3 separate regions of the Mus musculus genome follow, and all the other regions are linked to region 3. Evidence: chromatin contacts called from public HiChIP or PLAC-seq data. All regions are on one chromosome and are shown on one strand. The core of a region is the stretch at or near the end of the contact, and the rest is flanking DNA. Distances in the headings are between cores, read along the strand shown. Region 1 has its middle 41 kb from the start of Gm5546. Region 2 has its middle 12 kb from the start of Gm5546. Region 3 overlaps Magi3 (membrane associated guanylate kinase, WW and PDZ domain containing 3).

Region 1 (2,945 bases), core at 393-2,892, 180 kb before region 3:
TGGAATGTGTTGGTCTATGGAAACAAAACATCTGAGGGGTAAGCATGGTTTCAGATGAGGCTGATTTCATAGCTCAAATTCCACCTTACGTGGCCATCTTCCACCACTGTCTTGGCTTCCATCCCAGAATCTAAGTGCACAGAGCCCAACATGATGGCGCCAGCCCCAGCCTCCTACAGACCCACGTTTAACAGCATTCCATTGGTTCTAGTAGGGTCCTGTGACCCTCGTTAGTGAATGTCAGTGGCTCACAGTGGCTTAATGATGGTCACATGCCAACCACAGGACCCAGTTTCCATCCAAGCATCAGGGTGTGAAGAGAGGAGGGTTGTTGCCATAAGAAGAAAGAATAAATCTTAAAAACCAACAGTGGCCTTGCTACTTTAGGTGGTATTTAAGATTTTTAAATATTCTTATTCATGATGGGGAGTCTTCCTGTATCTCAGGAATTCCCCCATGGAGGGGGGGGGTTAGTTTGTGATTGTTTGAGGAAGCAGAATGAAGCCAAAGTGTTCCCCCATTTCTCTCTCTCTCTCTCTCTCTCTCTCTCTCTCTCTCTCTCGTCCATTATCCTCTTTGTCATCCCCAGCATTAGTTCAAATCTCTGCGGTGTCTCTCCTCTAGAACAAAATATTTAACAAATAGTTCTTCTAGATCTCTGTGAGGAGTGTTTAATGGAATGTGGGTTTCCCAATTGGATCCTGAACATTTCAGTTTATCTCTCTACATCCCTCGTATATTACACTGGCAATTTTGGTGACCTTAATTTGAGAACCTGACCTCCTTCCAAGGAGTTTGCATTGTTTGTTTATTTAGTGAAGTTGACTATTCATAGTTATTTGTTACCTGCCTGGTGGGCCAGAACCACAGAGAAATCGGAGTCTCTCTGCTTTGAGTGTGTCTATTCCTCTTGTTTCTCATTATTTTTTTAAGCTTCTCCAGAGTCTTTCAAAGTCCATTCCCCACCCACTTCCTTGTTATAGGTTAGCAGCCATTTCCCTTAACTGCATCTCTAGAATCTATTCAGCCACTTAGCGACATCCATTCACCAGGTGAAAATCGGCATTCTTCAATAACTACTGAGTATGCCTGTGTGACTGTGCATGCTAAGTATCAAGACGAGGGATTGGCACTGTGATATGCAGAGTGGTGTCAGGAAGTTATTCCCAGGAGTGGAGCACATTCCTGCTGCCAGCTAATCTCTCTCTTGCTATTCAGAGACTCTCACTTTGTTTAGCTGACGGTTCTGCTACACTTCTCAAAAATTTCACAGGCAGAGCTTCTATTCTGGATTATCCAAAATCAACTAAAAGGAAAAGGGGGAGGGCCACAGGCGTGGGTCTCTCTGGACTTTCCACAAACAGATCTCCATGTCTTATCATGCGACAAAAGCTTCTTCTAGAAGCATAAACAGGAGGGCAGAAATAACTGCTACTGTATCTATAAAATTTAAGTTTATCTGTTATCTGCTTTGACAAACCCCTCCAGCACTTGGTAGCTAAGAACAACAGCCGTTTTATCAGTTCATTATTCTGCAGGTCAGCAGCGAGGGCTAGATGCAGCTGGACATTCGGGGGCTGGTTTCATCAGAGCCATTCATGCGGCTGCAGGCAGCTGGCAACTCAGACGGGGCTGGAAGCCTACAATGCCTTTGCTCGTGTGGATGGGGGTTGGGGTGAGGGGGTTCTGGCTGGTGTCTAGGTTGTTCTCTCCAGCAGGCTGGCTTGTGTTTCTTCACCTACTGCCAGAAAGTTCTCAACAACAAGAACGAGTCAAGCTCAATTGGCAAGTCCGTGTCCAGCCCCTGCTTCTGTCAAATTTGATAATGATCCCATAGGCCAACTCAAGTGGCCAAGTCCAGAGCCAAGGTGGGAGGGAACAGCTCAAATATGTGAGGGTGGGAGACAGGATCTATTTGGGACTGTTACTGTTTTTTAAAAATCCATCATATATATTAAACACCAATATCCTTTCTTTTCTGAAAACAAGATCTACCAGGGAAGATTTAAGGGCAAACCTATTACCAGGAAGAAGACCTGTCAGAGAATTGTAGACACAGAGCAGAGACGTAACCTTTTTATAGACTTATTAGTGCCAAGAGAGCACTGTCTATGTGTTGAGGTATTACCCCAATTATAAAATCAAACCCACTGTAAAAATAGGAGTGTAGAGTTAGACAGGAGCAAGCCGCTCTGGTGTGCACAGTAGGGTGACTGTGCACAGTAGGGTGACTGCAGATAACAGCAATGCATAGTGTATTTCAAAGAGCTGGCAGAGAGAGTTTTGAATGTTTTCACCATAAATGTTAGGTGAGTAGACTGAAGTGTTTGCCCTCATTTAAACACTACACAACTCATATGTCTCAAAATGTTGTGTGGTACTCCATACATATATAAAGCTTACGTTTTTATGTGTCAGTTAAAATACTTGTGCATTAAAAAAAATAGAAGCCAATATGTACATAGACCTACCTAGATATTTAATATACAACTTCAATTAGGACTCTTCTGAAGGACTTAGGATACGAAGGGAGCAAGACGTATTGGCTTCAGTTAGTTCAATGGGTCATCCCAGCCCTAGAGTAGAGAGAATGCTAACAAGATGGTTCTCGTAAGTAACATTTCTAAATCACAGTTTTCAGCTCCTGGCTTAAGATTTGGACCACTCTGTGAGGTGGGTAGTAAATCTTATCTCCATCTTACAAACATGGACATTGAGGTTTAAAACACTTAGCTGGCTAGAGTTCACGTTGCTAATACAGAGGGCTGGGGTCTTGAACTCTGTCTACAGAGCCCCAGAGATTGTCTCCATCTTGAAATTTTTTTTCAACTGCTTTGGACAAAACAGTGATGCCCATGCTTTGCTGTTTCTGTCTAGCCAAGCACTCTCTGAGTGCACTAGAGTACTAATTCTCTCAGAAGGTTTTCTTCTGGAAGCCTCCTTAA
Region 2 (3,118 bases), core at 469-2,968, 230 kb before region 3:
TTATAGGTATGCACTACCACGTATGCCTGAGAAAGGACGTTTGGGACTACATGTGCACTTAAAGAGGACTTCTAAGCCCCGTCTTCCTCCTGGTGTTGTTTGGGGACTGTCTTAGTTACAGATGACCGTGGTGTTGCCTTGCTTGGATCCCATGCATCTTCTGTGCTGAGCAGATTGTAGGTAATTGTAGCAAGCACGAAGAAACTGTGCTGTGTGGTGCCAGGGCTCGCCTTGGAAACAGCTCCACCAATAACTGCCTTGAGCCTCTTGTCAAACAAGTGATGACAGCCTAGTCCCGCCCACGATCCTCCAGGCAAGCCTACTGGGTGCCTTTTAGGAAATAAGTGAAGATAAGGACCGCCATTCAGCCTACAGAGTGCTTGCATGCTGTGCAGGATCTCCTTTAACCTTTCCACGGCTGCTGTGGAAGTGGGATGAGCTTAACCCTGGGGACATGGAGAAGGAGCTCCGATGACAAGCACCTGGGCCTCAGCACCCCAGCCCCTACCTACCCTCCCACCCCCCACCCCCCCACCCCCACCCCCCCACCCCGCCAGGACTGGTGCTGGGCAAGCTGGGCAAGTTGATTTTTTTTGTGAACTGGACTTCAGTGTCACAAAATGGCTACTGAAAGAAGGTCCCCTTTGGAGAAGCTTTACAGATCATCCATGGGTGGGGGAATGAGACAAATGACGTCATGTTCCCACTGAAGAACCACCAGGCATCCAGCATCAGCGGCTTGTGATGTTATGGGAGACTCAACCACACCTTAGGTACTTCCAACCCCACCAACAAAAGTAGACCGTGTTTATTTGAACCTGATGGAGGTGCTAGACCTTACTACCACAAACAGGGACATGGCAAGTCACTGAAGCGTAGACGTGATGAGCACAGTCCAGATTGGGGGATTTCACAGGGCAATCTAATTTATATACAGAAAAAAAAATTCAAGGAAAAGAAGATTTCAAAAGAAGATTTGAAAGAGGGGTGTTTAAATTAGAAGACAATGGAAAGAGATGCTAACCAACAGCAATTGGTGAATTTGATTTGGCTGCGGATGCAAACAAGCAAACCACTTTTTTTTATTGATTCTTTGTGAATTTCACACCATGCACCCTAATCCCACTAATCTCCCCATCCCTCCATATCCACCCTCTGTCCTTGCAACTCCTCCCCAAAAGAAAACAAATAAATAAATCTTGTCTGGGAGGCTGTAGTGTGTCATACAGTATACCATTTGCCCGGCTTTTCTTGCAGATGCCTCTAACCAAACCAATGACTCACTGTAAAGAACATTTGCAAACCTCATTTTAAAGGCTCCTGTAATGTGCCATCTTCTCAAACTGCCACCATCCTAATTGTATCAGCTGTGAAACAACCACCCAACTTGTGAACTGTTGGCACCTCCTCTTAGAAGATGGGGGTGGGAAGAGTCATTGCCCCTCACCTGAGTATCCAGCTACTCAACGCATTTGCACACAATTCTGTCCTAACTGCAGCTGACCTTAAGAGTCTCGAGGAAGACTATGAAGGGAGGTGATAACTCCACGCATGTGCAGTGAGGAAGCCATCATCCATACTAGGTGAAGGCCTTCAGGTGTCACTGTTTTGGAGTCATCCATACTCTGTAAATAAGCCCAATAAACTCATTGGCTCCCCAGGAAGCCTAAGGGTGAAATCATACTTTGGTTTGTCCTTATGTCCTTGGGGGGGAAGAGGGTAAATATTATTCCTATCTCCTTCAGGCAAGGAATTTTGAGAGCACTCTTTACCAGGCATCTGGGGAATGTGAGAGGTGATGAAGTGTCTGAAGTGCCTGAGTGGCTTTCTGGGCAGTGACCGACATGATCAAGGTTACAATTTTGCAAAGAGTCCTTTGAGATCCATGCTGAAATTCAAATAGTGGGCATGCCAACTAGGGTTTACTTCAGAGTGGCCCATGGGATCAGGAAAGTGTGCATGGGTCCAAGGTAAACGGGATGGAGCATTAATTGGCCATCATTGAAGTCTGATAGATACAAGGAATGTGTGTGTGTGTGTGTGTGTGTGTGTGTGAGAGAGAGAGAGAGAGAGAGAGAGAGAGAAAGAGAGAGAGAGAGAGAGATCCATGCATGTGAGTGTGTGGGTTCATACACACAAGCACATGCACATGTTGGAGGTCAAATTTTACTCTTGCCTATTTGCCTTGAGACAGGCTCTCTCACTGAATCTGAAGCTTGCCCTTGACGGATCAAGCATCTTCCAGGATCCACCTCTCTCTGCTTTACTGTGCTGGGGTTACAGAAATGCACAGCAAGCCTGCCTTTTTTATGTGTATGTTGTAGATTTAAATTCAGATTTTCATGTTTGCACGTTACGTGCTCTTACTGAATCATCTCTCTAGCCCTGTTTTCTCTTAGACATGTTGGAAATATTCCATTAGAAGGAAAAAAAGCTGGCTGTGGTGGCATATGCCTGTAGTGCAGGTAGTTTACACTCAGGAGTATGAGACCTGGGCAATGCAGTAAGATGCCCTTATCTCAACCAACCAATCTCAGAATGAGCAGTCATGACTTTACAAGAAATAAGAGAAGTCCCCAGGAAAATGCATTGTCCAGGCTTCAAAGAGGCAGTTCACCCAACAGGGTTAGGTGGTGCTGATGGGTAGAATAGCCCAGTACTGAGGATGCTGCCATGAGTCTCTTCAGAAGGGCCCACTTCTACCCCCACCGTTCTTCAGCATGTGTTGCTGGCCACCCAGGACTGTCCCAGGAATTCCCGAGTCCCTTTACTTCTTGGCTCATTTCTGTGCTACCCTAGAACTTTTAATAGCTCCTCTAAAAGAGACCTTTCAAAGTCCCTGTGACAGATAGGCAGGTGGGTTACACTGTGTACTGTGGTTTTGTGTGTCAACTTGATACTAGCTGGAGTTATCACAGAGAAAGGAGCCTTTGTTAAGGAAATGTCTCCATGAGATCCAGCTGTAAAGTATTTTCTCAATTAGTGATCCGGGGGGTGTTGGGGAAGATCCAGCCCATTGTTAGTGGTGCCATTACTGGGCTGGTGGTCCTGGGTTCTATAAGAAAGCAAGCTGAGCAAGGGAGGGGAAGCAATCCAGTAAGCAGTACTCGTCCATGGC
Region 3 (2,924 bases), core at 377-2,876:
TTTGTGGGTTTATGTATGTGTTTCTATACATTTACGTGATCATAGACTACTAGTAGTATATAACAACATAGAAAATGAGTAGTATGTAGTTAACATGAGATGTCACCACAGAACATTATATACTAGAATAGAACTTAAAGAGAAAAGCAAGACTAAAGTATTCCTTAAACCATACTTTGTTTGCCTGTATTACTATTATTATTATTATCATTATTATTTTCAGCAGGAAGATGTATATTTTTCATTTTACTTCAATATTGTAGAATATATTAATCTATGTATATTGAAGCTTTTATGGCAGGTATTATAGATCTTATAATGATAAGTAAGATGTATAAATTCTGTCTTAATGAATCCAAATATCATAATAGTTATGTAAAATATTATGTAATAATTCTGTAATAAAACAATCATGTGAATTCTGTGAAGGAAATAGAGTGTTTTAACGAGGTAAAAGAGGACAGAAGTAGGAACAAGAGTAGATGTCCCTAAAGCATTATGGACAGAGGATTGTTGTGTGCCCTGAAAGCTATACTAATTTGGGCTTAAGAAAGCTCGTTCTGGCTGCTGTGTGGGAATTTGACTATAGGGGGTAGGGAAAAGCAAGGAGGACTATCTTACTCTACTAAGAGACGATGATAGTTGATTAGTACAGTAGTAACGAAATTATCAAGAAGAGAGTCCAGTGTCATATTTCAAAGATAGAGCTTAAGAATCATGAGAAAGACAATGAAGATATTTAAATTAGGTCCAATTTAGAGTCACAGAAAACAAATATTTTATAATTTGAGTGTATTTTCAATATTCTGCAAAACCCTTTAATTGAGGGTACTAAAAAACCAGGAAATTTAAAAAGAAGGCTAGTGACCAAGACTTTTCTTTTTAAAACTTGTTCAAGCTTTATGGTCCCTTCCCCTCTCCTGCTTCAAATAATTGTTTATTACCCCAATTATTTTGGTTTTTATATTTTCTTAGGGCTTGCTTTGGCGCTCACAAAAAGGATTTTTTTAGCCCCATATAAATTATTGTTTTAAGTATTTTAATATATTAAACATTTTCATCTTCAAATGGTCCTATAAGATAGCAAAAAGTGTTTTTCCCTGTTTTGCACATGAGGAGACTACTAGCACCTTTATAACTTCAGATGAAGAGGCTAACTCTTCATTTCAGGACAACAGACCTTATTATTCTCTCTTCTACTTTTTGAGGAAACAACCCTCTAGCACATGTGGGTTACAAGGATCAAGCTCAGGTCTTCAGGCTTAGCAGCAAGGACCTTTACAGCCATTTTCCTAATGTCAGTTCTTCCTCAACTCTTGTGAATTTGTGAAAAGATATGTTAAAAAGAAAAGAAATATGGCATGCAAACATGGAGTGTCCATTGCAATATTTTGTTAAAAGGAAAGAAAGACAAAGATAGATTTAATGAGGTGATGGGAAGAAAACTTAAGGGTAACCACTTTTCTTTTAAAGTTTTCATGTCAGTGTTTTAACCCCTTTGGTCAAACATTTGCAATCCAGGGCATCTGGCCAGCCTGGCTGTTTTTCTCCGCAGGCTCCAAAGTCCTCCAAGGTGATAAGTAAATACACCGTGAAGCTGCCACGGCTCGCCCTGTTTAACTGAACTGGAGAGGACTGTTACAGTTCCCAGTCAGCTGCACTAATTTCTGATAACTGGAGGTGTGAGAAACACAGCTGCTCATCTACCATTTAGAAGGTTGGCAATGGGAGCATAGTGAGTGCTGATGCACCCTTGTTCCTTTCATCATGGACAAATAAACATGAAATTCTTTTCCTTCTTCCTTTTAATAGACCTGTGTCACATTTTATTGTATGCAGAAAGTATATTCTGTAGTGCAAAAGTGAAGCCACACCTAGGATCAGAGCAGAAGGAAATAAATAAGCTGTATTGATCTGTCCTTATCCTACATTGATCCTTCCTACTGAGAAAATGATTGATTTTTTAATTTTAATTTTTTGAGAAAACACCCTTCAAGATTCCTTGTTGGATGCTGTCACTGCTATTTTGAAACAGGAAAACTATTATGCATAAGTTATGTGGAGAACATTTTTAAAATTTTTTCTCTTAAAAATGAATGGGAGGAAATTACACAAATGAATGAATTATAGTATTATTTAGAAGCTATTCCATTTTCACTTAAGCAATCCTAAGATTACACTAGAGAGTCTTTGTGAAGTTTTATTATTATTACTATTAATTATTATAATTGCTTGCATATTTACCAAAATTCTCTGACAAAAGGATTTTTATTGTCAAATTGTTATTTTAAGATCTAGATTTTTTTCTAGCCCCTAAACATCAAAATCACATACAAATTTAAAACTATTTAAGAATATTTACTAGTAACCCTAAAATGGCTAATGCCATTATTATTTTTATTTTCTTATAATTCCTTTTACTGCAATTAGGCTAAATTTTTATTTCCCATTACCAGTGAATACTATTCAATTATCTTTTCATATGAAGAATGTAATTTTACTCATGCTGTTTCTATGGCATCATAATGAAGTTCTACCATAAAATTAATTTTTAGAAATTGTCTATTGTGTTTTCTATATTATTGTTTTATTAGAACTGTGGTTTTTTATTTCTCAATGTGAAAAATGCAGTTTTTTTTTTAAATCAAACATTTTAGGGCTTGAGGGGTAGCTCATGGGTAAAGTGCTTGCTGTAAAAGGGGCCTGAGTTTTATCACCAGCACCCATATAAAAGGTGGGAGTAGTAGCATGTCTGTGGCTCTGGCCCTGGGAGAGTAAAGACAACAGAGATTTCTGCTCAGCTAGTCAAGCTGAATTGGCAAATCCAGATTCGGTGAGAGTCTCTAACTTGAAATGGAAGGTGGCAAGCCATAGAGGCAGATACCTGGCATTGATCTCTGGCCTCCACATGTGGATATGCTCAC

Evidence for each region. HiChIP or PLAC-seq counts read pairs in DNA pulled down with a chosen protein or histone mark.
Region 1: an H3K27ac HiChIP or PLAC-seq map of heart atrium shows a contact between it and region 3, with 7 times the contacts expected there. The contact joins two enhancer-like sites. A contact is called at or near these places in 1 of 484 Hi-C or Micro-C datasets (nephron progenitors) and 3 of 115 datasets of contacts at active chromatin or transcription factors (embryonic stem cells and heart atrium).
Region 2: an H3K27ac HiChIP or PLAC-seq map of heart atrium shows a contact between it and region 3, with 6 times the contacts expected there. The contact joins two enhancer-like sites. A contact is called at or near these places in 7 of 39 promoter capture datasets (the HPC-7 cell line, cranial neural crest, frontonasal cranial neural crest and 3 more), 1 of 15 datasets of contacts at CTCF or cohesin (the NIH/3T3 cell line), 1 of 484 Hi-C or Micro-C datasets (liver) and 2 of 115 datasets of contacts at active chromatin or transcription factors (cardiomyocytes and heart atrium).

What each region holds. Positions count from the first base shown.
Region 1 is chr3:104,317,843-104,320,787 of GRCm38.p6, reverse strand. No RefSeq gene overlaps it. Among named protein-coding and RNA genes, the nearest start is that of Gm5546, 41 kb to the left of the region's middle. Within about 2 kb of position 1,642, at least 61 of the 459 cell types and tissues checked have an H3K27ac peak or open chromatin away from gene starts, as enhancers often do. A contact at or near this core is called in heart atrium, where this site is marked.
Region 2 is chr3:104,371,246-104,374,363 of GRCm38.p6, reverse strand. No RefSeq gene overlaps it. Among named protein-coding and RNA genes, the nearest start is that of Gm5546, 12 kb to the right of the region's middle. Within about 2 kb of position 1,718, at least 10 of the 459 cell types and tissues checked have an H3K27ac peak or open chromatin away from gene starts, as enhancers often do. A contact at or near this core is called in heart atrium, where this site is marked.
Region 3 is chr3:104,141,258-104,144,181 of GRCm38.p6, reverse strand. The region is part of intron 1 of Magi3 (membrane associated guanylate kinase, WW and PDZ domain containing 3); the gene reads left to right. Among named protein-coding and RNA genes, the nearest start is that of Magi3, 78 kb to the left of the region's middle. Within about 2 kb of position 1,626, at least 25 of the 459 cell types and tissues checked have an H3K27ac peak or open chromatin away from gene starts, as enhancers often do. A contact at or near this core is called in heart atrium, where this site is marked.